2 separate regions of the Mus musculus genome follow, and region 1 is linked to region 2. The links are chromatin contacts, called in public HiCAR-type maps. All regions are on one chromosome and are shown on one strand. The core of a region is the stretch at or near the end of the contact, and the rest is flanking DNA. Distances in the headings are between cores, read along the strand shown. Region 1 has its middle 95 kb from the start of Gm9946. Region 2 has its middle 170 kb from the start of Gm36873.

Region 1 (5,656 bases), core at 3,144-5,643, 690 kb before region 2:
TGAGACAGGAAAGACGCTGAGCCACACGATTGAGTTGAAATGGATGCTCTTGGGACACTCGACTGGGAACAGAACCACCCCAGTACTAGGAAGCTACATGCAAAGATTTCAGCTGATGGTGCCTCTGAGCCTCAGCTGGTTCTGGCATCTGTTGGAGAGAGAAGGGAGTTAGTACACGTGTGTGCCCTTTCCAGTCCCTCACATTTTATGAGGCCACTAGTGTTTGATACTGACGACTTTAACCTAAGTCTTGTCACCTCCTAACACAACATTCAGGTTGAGTTTCCTCTTTCTTTATAGCTCACGATGGGCATTGCGTTTTAACATGTGATTATTGGGAGACACTGAAAATGTATTCAAATGACAACAGCTACTGGGCACAGTCTTTTAGTGTCCTAGCTCTGATGGCAACTGTGCCACTGGAGAAGACATAGCAGGAGTGGCATTCTCATTGTGCAGAGTTCCTGGCTCAAGCACTCGAGGGCGGGAAGAAATGGATTGTGTATGAAACCATTGTGGGGCAGCAACAGGCAAGCTTGTGTGCAGCCCAGACATGAGCTTTTCATACCTGTGTCCTGTCCCTTGTTTGCTGAGGGTGACAAGGGACGTTCGATCTATCCTCACAAGTGAAGACAGAGAAAGAGAAAATGTAGTGTTTATCCTGGAGAGAGTGCTTAGAGTTGAGTGGAAACTAGGAATTACCTTGATAATTAGATGAAGGCTTGTAGATTAGATTAGAAAAGAGATGAAAATTAGATTTAAAAAGCTAAAAATAAAATGGTACCTTCAGAAAAATACAAGCAAGCATGGATAAAACGAATTAAAAATAAATTCCGCAAGTGCTATGACATTTACATTGTAGTTTGGGAATTAGTTCAATAAAATTCTAATTTCTATTGAATTGATTTCTGATTAAAATTAGGAAAAATGCCTTTGAAGGAAATAGCTCTCCTTGCAGGCAAGTTACACTAAGAATGTAAATGCAGGAAAATCATATTTTCCCATGTGAGTGAACTGGAAATATCTCTCACACAGTCTGTGTTCACAGCCCCATAATGTGCTGAAGGCCAAGTCAATGGAGCCATCATGGGAAGCTTCAGAAAGGGAAGTGATCATCCAGACCTTCCTGGGGCCCCCCTTACTGCCCTCTTCTCTCAAGCAAGCTCCTCTCAGCCTCACCTCTGAGTGTCTTTCACCCCCTCTTCTAGCCTCCAGCTATCGGTCACCGTCTTCACCACCTCCCTCTTACTGCTCCAACACACACAAGGAGAATGCAGATTTTGGCTGCATTTGCTTTACTGTGGAATGCCAGAGGCTTCCTTTCTAGCCCTTTGGCATTGCTTCGCCTGGCTGGAAGATGCTTCCGGAACTGGTGTGAACTCTGGCCTTTGGAGAAAGTCTTTTATCCCAGTTGCCAGACAATAGAATCTGGAAAAAAATAAATAAAGAAAAAGCTATCAGAGGAACACACAGGGGCCACATCTTGGGGGACAGTGTGACTTATTTCACCTGCTCCTCTGGCAGGGAGGTGAGTAGGAGGTAGGCAAAGCTCCTTATACTTCAAGAAGAACCCCTTCTCCAAGGCCCACATTTCCTAACGGTTGGTGGTGCCAATGTGATTTCTGCTTTCTGTGGGTCTCCATGGTGTGCTCAGAGATAGGAGAGATGGGGAGGCACATAGCAGTGGCAGTGAGAGCTGCAGGGCCTTTCTATAGAGACCTGTATCAGCTGAGGCCATCTGCAGCTGGCCAGGGACAACACTGACTGGTTCTCTAACTTGACCTGGGAGCCGCCCATGCTTCAGCCTACAGCAGTCTTCAGGGCATCCTTACCCAGGGTGAAGGCTTGGACTCAGCAGACACAATAATCCTCACGTTCTTGAGATTCTGATGCCCATAGGCATAGAGCCAGGTTGTTTGCAATTTGCAGTCCCTAAAAGGGATCATTGCACTTTCTCCATGAGGCAGGTTCCAAAGGTTCCAAAGAAAGATGTCATAGCCATCCTTTACTGGAGGAACAGAGCTGGCAGAGGTTTTGTAAAGGAAATGGTAGAAGAGTTGAACTTTAATGGATGCACATGGCTTCATAATTAAAGATGGAGAGACAGAAAGAGACCAGGCTCAAACACAGGAGGACCCTGAGAATTCTCCATAGATACCTAGATAATCACATGGGAGGTGGTGGCACTGGAGCTGCATCAGGTTATACAGGGGCTTCCGTGCTGGCCTCTGAAGTCTGGGTGTCCTCCTGTGAGAGAGAAAGAGTAGAAACCAAGCTCTACCATGGGAAGGAGACCTGGGAGTCTTTGATGTGTTAATAACTGTGGGGTCCTGAGGTAAGGGCAGGAGAGGCTGGCTGCTGGAGCAGGCAGGGTAGGTGAAGAAGAGCTAAGGTGGTCAGCCAACTTGTGCTGTGTGAGACAGACATAGAAGATGTGGGTGTTCAGATGCAGCCCCCAGCTCAGCCCTTTACTTTCCAAAAGCAAACAGAATGCCTGAAACATCATCAAAATGGTGTGTGTGTGTGTGTGTGTGTGTGTGTGTGTGTGTGTGTGTGTGTGTGAGAGAGAGAGAGAGAGAGAGAGAGAGAGAGAGAGAGAGAGAGAGAGGGAGAGAGAGAGAGAGAGAGAGAGAGAGAGAGAGAGAGAGAGAGAGAGAGAGAGAGAGAATGGTGTATCTTGTGTACAGATGATAAAACATGACTCTATTAAGGGTTAAAGATTTGCTTAAGAATTAAATAACTCCTATGACTGGTAAAAATCCATCAGTTTGGACTAAAATCCCTGGTTTGAAGCTCCGAGTGCCTTAGAAATGCTGGAAGAGGTAGATTTTTGAATAGCAAAGAGAGAGCAGGTCTGGAGCCAGCCTGCTCATGTTCAAACTACTGCTTCACTTCTTAGCAGTGTGTGAGCCGGGCTGGTTACTCAACCTCTCTGTGCTTCAGCGCTCTCCTGCAGAGGAATGACTTACTGGTATTTATTTCCTAGTTGTTTCAATGATCCTAAGTGGGTCTAAAGACCATTGTATTCCTGTTAGCTTTTACTTTTTTTTGCTGTCAAATTTAAATGGTTCAGAGTTTGCTAAAAGCAAGATAACAAAGCTTAGAGGAGGTTGTAAAAAAAAGCAACTGAGTCATAAACATAGGCAAAAGCTTGCACATAAAGTTAAACGCGACATGCCAGGCTAGCAGAATGAGGAGAACTTCTGGCAGAAGTGTGACTTTCCATTGTAAAGACTGGGGTTATTAAGTCCGCGTGTGATTTTTGGCATCTTTTCACTCTTCTGGAGGATATTTTTAATAGCTTTGTTTCCTTCTGACTACCCTAATATGACTTCACAACGCTATTTGGGGAAATTAAGGGTCCTAAAGCGGGACACTGAACACACAGTCGCAGACTATTCTAACAGCGTCACCAGTGCGCATGCGAAGCTGTTCCTGGCGTGCCGTCGCCATACGTACGAGCTGTGGCATTTTCTGAGGGAGTGACAGGGGAAAGTCAGGCCCTGGATAATATTACATACCACATGACCCTGTGTATTTTCTTTCTGTAATTTTATTTGCTACCTGTCTTTCATTATAAAATGTTTTAGCAAAGATTGGAAAGAATTTAGGAGATTAGGAAGGCGTATCTGGTAAAGCCTTCAAGTAGGTCTGCTGCAGCACAGATTGTTGTTTTTGTGGTTTATTTAAAAGGTTGGGTGTAGCATTATGCTCTAAATATGGTTTTCTCAGACTGTGGAAGAATTAAGGTTAACATGGGGGATTGAAAATTCACTTCATTCAAAAAAAGTTGACTGTACTCACTTGCTTTCAATGAAAATGAAGTCAAATGAATCACACACACACACACACACACACACACACACACACACACACACAAATATTTCTAAATATCAAGGTAGTTGGTCTTTGGAATGCAAATGCGTACTTTTAGGATTGGATTGAATTGCCTTAGTCATGCTTAGAATAGAGTCAACATTCCCTTGTGGATCTAGAGACCCACAGGGAAGTAATTTTATATACTTTTTATTTATTTGTTCCTTCGTTAATTTTCTCACGTATTTATTGAGGTACTGGGACCCAGCATCTCTAGCACGCTAGGTGCACCCCACCACTTGGTCAGTATTGCTCAACTGCAAGTTGTGAAGGTTGAAGTTGCTTGTGTTCCTTTTTGAAAAAGACATTTTAATTTGCTTGGGTTTGTCACAGCTGGCTCGCCCCTTATCAAAAACAATCCCGTAGAACATTGTTCTGTGGCTGCTTTTCCTGCCCCCAAATGCCGACTTCAATTATTGGGCAACTCTATTCCATCCTGCCAAGTTAGGACAAGGCAGTGCCTGGGGAGAGCGAAAGCAGTGTCCTGGACTTCGCCTGGGACGGGATCCAGGAGGCTTATGGGAAGAAGTTTGTTTGGAAATGGACCTCATGGCCCACTGTGATTTCATAACTCCGAGGGCCAAGCCCCATGTGGTTCAAGCCCTGAGTGAGCTGCGGTCAAACGAACACAGTCAGCTACTAACAGTTATTTCAAACAGAAAGTGGAAACTGTCCTTTAATGTCCCTCTTTGTCCTTGACTGCTCTGAGGTTGGTTCTCTGTGTTGAACCCTTTTTAGCCCCGCTCTACTCTATTTCCCCAACCCAAAGGAGCCTCCTTCGGGTCCAGAGTCGTAGTGGTTTATCCCAGCTTCTAAACAGTGTTACGGGGCTGTGGAGATGGACCAGTGCTTAAGAGCGCACACTGCGTTTACTGAGGACCTCGGTTCAGTTCTCAGCAGGTCACAGCGTGACTCCAGCTCCAGGGATTGAACCCGCTTCTGGCCTATGTGCTTTTACACGTACATACACACACATACATCACACACAGACACACACACACACACACACAGACACACACACACAGACACACAGACACACACACACACACACAGAGAGAGAGAGAGAGAGAGAGAGAGAATCAAAAATAAAATAAATCTTAAAGAAAGAGAGAGAAATTCTTAGCTTGCAGGCCTATAATTCTAGCATTGGGGAGGGTAGGCTAGGCTACACAAAGCTCTGTTTCACTCCCTCCACCCGCCAAATGAACAGAACAAAATGAAACTCTAGGCTAGGGGGCTAAGCCTGCACTGGAGGAAGCAGAGCTGTTCCTGAACAGGTAGAAGGAAGGGCTGGGCTGGTGTTTAGCAGTCTTTCCCACATGCTGGTTTGGATGACTCTCAAGACCTCTCTATTTCCCCTTAGGTGGAGCTTGCTATAATCACAGAGAGCCCTTTCCAGCCTGCCCAGAGGAGGCTGGGCTCTCCCTTCCCAGAGGTTTCCTAATGGGAGCCAGCAAGCAGTGGTGTTTTTAAGAGTACTCACTCGCCACCTCCTGCCACTCCCGTGTTTCCTTTACCCATCAGATTCTTTTCAGTGCTATTTGCAGATGAAGGTTCTAGATAACGTAGAAGGAATTCCCCAGTTGCACTTGAATAGCTGTGGGCAGTGTGTAGTTGCTCAGGGAGCTCACTGACTTTGCAAGGAGGAAAGAAGACAAAGGCACAGCCAGTTTTCCTGTGGATAAATCAAAACAAGGACAGTTTGAGAGCCAAGGAGGGAGAAACATCATTTCAACCTCTGGCTCCTTTGTCCTCCTTGGCTCTCTGGCATTGGCTTCAT
Region 2 (5,736 bases), core at 3,160-5,659:
CACTGTGTCCTTTGTGTCTCCACTCTTAGTGAACAACTTGTCTTCACTGGAAGCGATTTCTCTCCATTTTTGCCATTGCCCTGAGCTTTTCTCATTCATGTCTCATCCCAGAGGTGTGTAGCTTTCCAGAACACCAACTCTTAACTGTGCATTTTTTATCTGTTGCAGATAAAAACAAGTTCGTCCTGCACACACACTTGTGCTGTGTGTGTCTTGAGATTGGTTTAATAACTGCAGGTCTGAATTATTAGGCTTCAGTTCTGGGAAGTGAGACCTCAGAAAAAGTCCATTAGATATTAATTACAGCTTCTTTGGTTAGTGGACACTTGAGGTGCTTTGAATATGGCACTCTCAGAAGCACCCGTGCTGGTCTTTATGTTTGTATTGAGTATAGACACAGGCGTTTCTCCACATGCGTAACCAGGGCAGGATTTGCCAGGCTGTGGAAAGCTTAAGTCTCTTTTCATACTGATTAGTTGTTACCATACTCCCCCAAGGGGTTCCAATAGTTTACAGCCCCCTGCTATGATAAGATGATTCCCATGTCAATATTCGTTAGTCAATATTTATCATTGTTGGATTTTAAAGTACCTTTGTTAGCTTTAGACCTGAAAAATGGCATTTTATGAAACTACAAACTTAACTATATAACACATTGAAATGAAGCGCCGCTCAGGAACTAATGAAATTCAATCTTAACGAACTGCAATAAAGTTCATTTGATCTTTCTTTTGTAACATGACACAAATACTTTCTATCTTAAAAAAAAATTTAAGAATTTAAATTTAAAAAATTTAAATTTAGCTCCACTATAAGATGATAATTTAGTATCTCAATATGAAATATATTTTATTTTTATTGGGAATGAAACTTGCATATTTAAAATATGTTAGTGTTTTAAATGTTTTTTTTTTTTTCTGGTGACATAAAAGTTTAGAAAGGCAAACACTGTAATAAAACAAAAAGCCACATTCCAGTTAGGAAGACCTGAGAGAGACAGTCTCCCTTTCTGTCAGAGCCGTTTCCCACCCACGTCAGATGTGTGAGTAGAGGTCCCTTTGATAAGGCAGGCAGTTGGCCTTCTCTCTTTCCTCAAGCGGCCCAGGAAAGGACCGCCAAGTCCAAACGTAACCGCAAATCAACGCTTCCCTGCACTTCAACCTCGAGAAACCACGACAGGGAAGGGAGCGAGGCAGGCAGATGCTCCTCTTAAAGGGATTGGACAGTGTGCCTTTGCTGTGCAGTAACGAACAAGAGAACATTTGTAACCACAAGGGCCACGGAATCTCACCCAAGCCATCTAGAAGCCATCAGTTGAGCCTAGTCGCTGTCACTGGCAGAGGTGGTAGATGCTTTTCTTTCCAACACTGCTGAGGAACGTATACTGTAGGGAGAGTTTGATGCTGTCCCATAAAATACCTGGTTCTCCATTTTCTTACCTTAGTTTTCGCTCCGATTTTACACAACATAAATGGCGATGAACCAATCATTGAATTCGTTTCAAATACCTTTAAAAAAATCTTTTAGTGATCTTTTTCAGCTTAACTGTTATGATTAACACCTGTTTCTCTTTCTGATTTCCTTACTTATAAAGATGCAGTAGCTGTGAGATTTCTGTCCTTACATTTTCCTTTACCTCTTTAAACATGATCTTGAATCCTCTAGCAGAAAACGAATTGAAGTCTTTATATGCTCAGAGAAGTGTGCTCGCAGTACTTATATTCCACTTCCGTTCACTGTTTTTATACATTTTTACAAACTTCTTGGCTCTTTTTATCTCCCTCTTCACATCTTATACTTATTTTGTTATTGGATATTGGAATGTTTAATGATATATCAAAAGAGCTATGAAGCTTTCTGCCTTGAGAGTTTCTGTAGTTGTTTATTAACCAGTCTGGAATTGTCTGCAGACAGGCTCCCTGACATTATATGGCCCCTGATGCCATATAATGGGGGGCTAGTCCACCCCCGCCCTTCCCCATCTGAATAGTAGGGAGGGTCTGTGCTCGGAAAAATGTTAAAGCGTGGGGGACTTCCAATCTCTGTGGATGGATGTACAGGAGGAGTTGCACCTTTGGGACTGGCCAGGTACCAGAAGGACCCTGGCCTGTATTTCTCCTGGGCTTTCTAGTGTCTTCTGTCTGCACATAGCATTTCCAGTTTTACATGAGAGTGTACTGAGCCTTTGAAAGTCTTCTATGGCTTTCTAATTGCCAAAATATCTCCCTGAAATTCCAGGCTGTTCTGCCAGGAATTGCTACCTGGACCAATAGTGCCAGGCTAACACTCTTCTGGGCCACTCCTTTCCTGTTTCGATCTTTATTTTGTTAAAAACACCATTGGCCATTCATTTTCACCCCCAAATCTAATTAAAGTCCCTAGCCCCTACAGCAGCAAATCTTCTGGTGTTCATGGCCAGCACTGCCCTGGTAAGTCCACACACTGAGCAGCCCTAGCAACTTCCAGCTGCAGGAGCCCCTGTTTGTGCTCAGGTTTCCAGTGGAACTTCATGCTGATTTGCTTTAAGTCTCTCTCCTCCTCCCCTCCTCTCCCTGCTCCTGCTCCCTTTCTCTCTCCCTCTTCCCCCACCCCCTCTCCCTGAGACAGGGTTTTGCTGTCCTGAACTCACAGAGATCTGTTTGCCCCTACTGGGACTGAAGGCATGTGCCAACACGGCCTGGCATCAGTCACTCTCCAGAGACTAAAATGCTCATTGTTGATAATTTTGTTTAATTTTAGACCTGTCTGTTTAAGGTATAACTATTGTTGTTTTTTGCTTGTTTTTGCTATCATTCTCTTGACCCTAGCCAGAAATGCAACCTGCTTTTAACTAAGGTACAGGTAAATTAATATATTTTCTTTTATATTCTTTTTAATGTTGCAGTTTTCTACAAAAATAAAAAAAAAAAAATAACCTTTTCTGGGCTGGAAAGAGAGCTTTCTAGTTTCCCAGAGGATCCGAGTTCAGATCCCAGCACCCACTAATGGCTAATATATGCTTGTAACTCCTGTTCCAGGGGATCCAATGCCATGTTCTGGATTCTGAACACGAACACACACACATGAGTACTGACACAGATACACATGCACACATACATACAAATACACACACGCATGTATGCATGAATGCAATGCATATAAATACACATACATACAAACAAAATTAAATATTATCTTAATTAAAAAATATTTTCCCTCCCTTTCTTAGCTCCAAATATTTTCTCTTAAATTTGCTTATTTAGCTTTTAATTCACTTGGAATTGAATATTTTGTACACCCTACTATAGGTTCTGTTTTTTTCTTTTTCCTTATGTAAAGATTACATACATTTCTAATCCAAATCAGAAGGACACTATTTTGAGATAACCACAATTTTTAATATGTTAAAAAGGGGATGTGATACAGACTAAATGAGAATTCATGTACTTTATGATGTGGGAAAAAGCTCTTGACAAGGCCCCTGGGCCACGAGGACAGGCAGTTTTGTGGCCCAGGTCAGTCATATACCTCGTAGTTAAAAATAGCTAGGGATGGGGATTCCCCAAGAGTCAGTGTTTTCTTTTCCTCCTTTGATTGCCCCAGTGACCCCCAACCAAGGGCTCTAACCCTAGAATGTTCGTCAGTCTTGATGAGGTAGATTATGGGTACCAAAGTCAGCTTAGTTTTATTTAAGCTAAACCCCAAATCCACAGTATGTGCTTGACAAACCCTTTCCTGGTTTTTTGGAAGTGCCTGACTTTAAGCACTTGCTATTCCCTTGCTTGCAGTTTCTATCTTGCTGCCTCTGTCTCACCCCATGTCAGTCCACCCGATTAAATCAGACAGAAGTTTTGAAGATTCCAGAGGCATTTAGAGCACACCATCTTCTATCTGTGTCTATTGTGTCACTAACATCTATACCCACTTCAGCTCAGGCCAGTGGCGCTCACGCTCACACCAGTCACTCAACATGACTTTGGACACTGTCAAAAGTGTAAAGTCAGAAATAAAAACAAAAAGCTAACACTCTACTGCTCTGTTAGATGTGACTGACATTATGAAATGTGCGTGTCTGTTTGTGTGCTTGTGGGTGCACACGTGCGTGCCTGGTTATGCATGTGCGTATGCAAGCACATGTGTGTTCATACAACTTCTGACAGCATCTAGACACCAGCTCAGTAAATAATGTTCACGTTCTTCTCCTTGTGTTACAGCGAAACCTTCTGGAAGAACCTATTCCAAGCATCCCACGGGTAGGCACAGGTTAGATGAGCTTCCTGAGTCCTATCTAACCCTTTTCTCTTTCCACCGGCCTCACTTTCATCCTGCTGGGAGCCTGTTAGTATGCAGAAGCATAAAGTCGTACCCTGTTTCCTGTTAGCCATCCTCTGTCTCACTCGCACTTGGAGGACTGAAACATAAAGTGAAAACAGGACCCTGGCTTTCCAGGACATAGCTACGCTTTTGGAGACAGCGTTTTGTTGGCCTTGCTTTGCCAGCACATCTGTTTGCCATTAGCCGCCATTCAAATGAACTCGTCATGTTTTGTTCCTAATGAACCGCTGTGGGTGGAATGGGGCTTATGGGCTTCATCGTTCTAACGGGCTTGTTCACCACAGAGGACATCTCCCAGCATGTGTCCATGTTCACAGTCCTGGGTTCACTTCGAATGACCCTCTGTAGCCTGGTAGGGGCACAGGGCCAGAGACGCAGCCCCAGGAATGGCTTCTTTGACTAAAGCACGCAGTGGCTACGCTCTGCAGATGCCCGATTGTAAACGTACAGCTGTTTTCTTCCCAACAAAAAAATGACAAAATTCCCCTTGCTCTCACCTCAGGTTACAGAAGAACCCTCTGTACTGCCATTAGTGAGTGTCTACTGTGTCCCCACTGTGTGAATCACTCACTGTTCACCATCTTCACAACAGACATAGGACTTCAGACTGGCATTATGGAAGCTCATGTGACAGTGGAGGGAACGGGAGCTCCACAAAATTGAAAACTTGGCCCAAATCAGAGCAAAGACTAGAGCTGCCAGCCCTCTGTGGTCCTGTCCCGAGCACTTTGAGTAAGTGATCATCATGTGCCTTCTTGTTGGCTAGAAACACATGGTGGACCCAACCTTAGAGATCAGGACTTGCTGGGACCCAAGCCCACAGGCTCACACTGAATGTTGAACACTAGTCCATAGGAAGAATGTGTTTTCTATGTTCCTTATGGAGGCTGAGTGAGGGAACTGAATTTGAGTCAAACCTCAGTTTTTACATGGTGTTTGATCGTGAAGTCATTCTGCCTACGTGTCACAGGTGTAAAGGAAGAATAACTATGAAGATTCTACAAATACACAGGATTGTTTTCAGAGTCTAATTCTGTATCTATTAGGTTTTCAGAGACTAATTCCGTCTCTGATTACAAAGTACACAGCTGTGTTTAAAGTAAGGATGCCTTGATGCAAAGAGAGGGTTGGCTTTCACCAGAGCTTATAACCTCATAATGAGACATGAGAAACACTGTGTATAATATTCGGTGTACAAATAAGTCCAGGAGACCCCTGCTCAGTTCTCCTTCCTTCCTTGGCACTGGGTGATTATGGGCCCACTGTCCATTCGTTCCCCTGCCTTGGAGATGCCCTGTGATGGGCTTTTCCAGGTGCATCTTCGTTGGGGTTTACCGATGACAGCAAGCTCAGCCACATTCCCCTTCACCAAACCCTCAAAGCCGTAGGACTCAACATGAACTTATCTAAGCTCTAAGCCTT

Evidence for each region. HiCAR-type assays count read pairs that join an accessible place to other places.
Region 1: a contact with region 2 is called in a HiCAR-type map of fibro-adipogenic progenitors, with 9 times the contacts expected there. The contact joins two enhancer-like sites. A contact is called at or near these places in 2 of 484 Hi-C or Micro-C datasets (nephron progenitors and palatal mesenchyme) and 1 of 115 datasets of contacts at active chromatin or transcription factors (fibro-adipogenic progenitors).

Annotation. Positions count from the first base shown.
Region 1 is chr6:117,651,853-117,657,508 of GRCm38.p6, reverse strand. No RefSeq gene overlaps it. Among named protein-coding and RNA genes, the nearest start is that of Gm9946, 95 kb to the right of the region's middle. Within about 2 kb of position 4,393, at least 56 of the 459 cell types and tissues checked have an H3K27ac peak or open chromatin away from gene starts, as enhancers often do. A contact at or near this core is called in fibro-adipogenic progenitors, where this site is marked.
Region 2 is chr6:116,958,609-116,964,344 of GRCm38.p6, reverse strand. No RefSeq gene overlaps it. Among named protein-coding and RNA genes, the nearest start is that of Gm36873, 170 kb to the right of the region's middle. Within about 2 kb of position 4,409, at least 26 of the 459 cell types and tissues checked have an H3K27ac peak or open chromatin away from gene starts, as enhancers often do. A contact at or near this core is called in fibro-adipogenic progenitors, where this site is marked.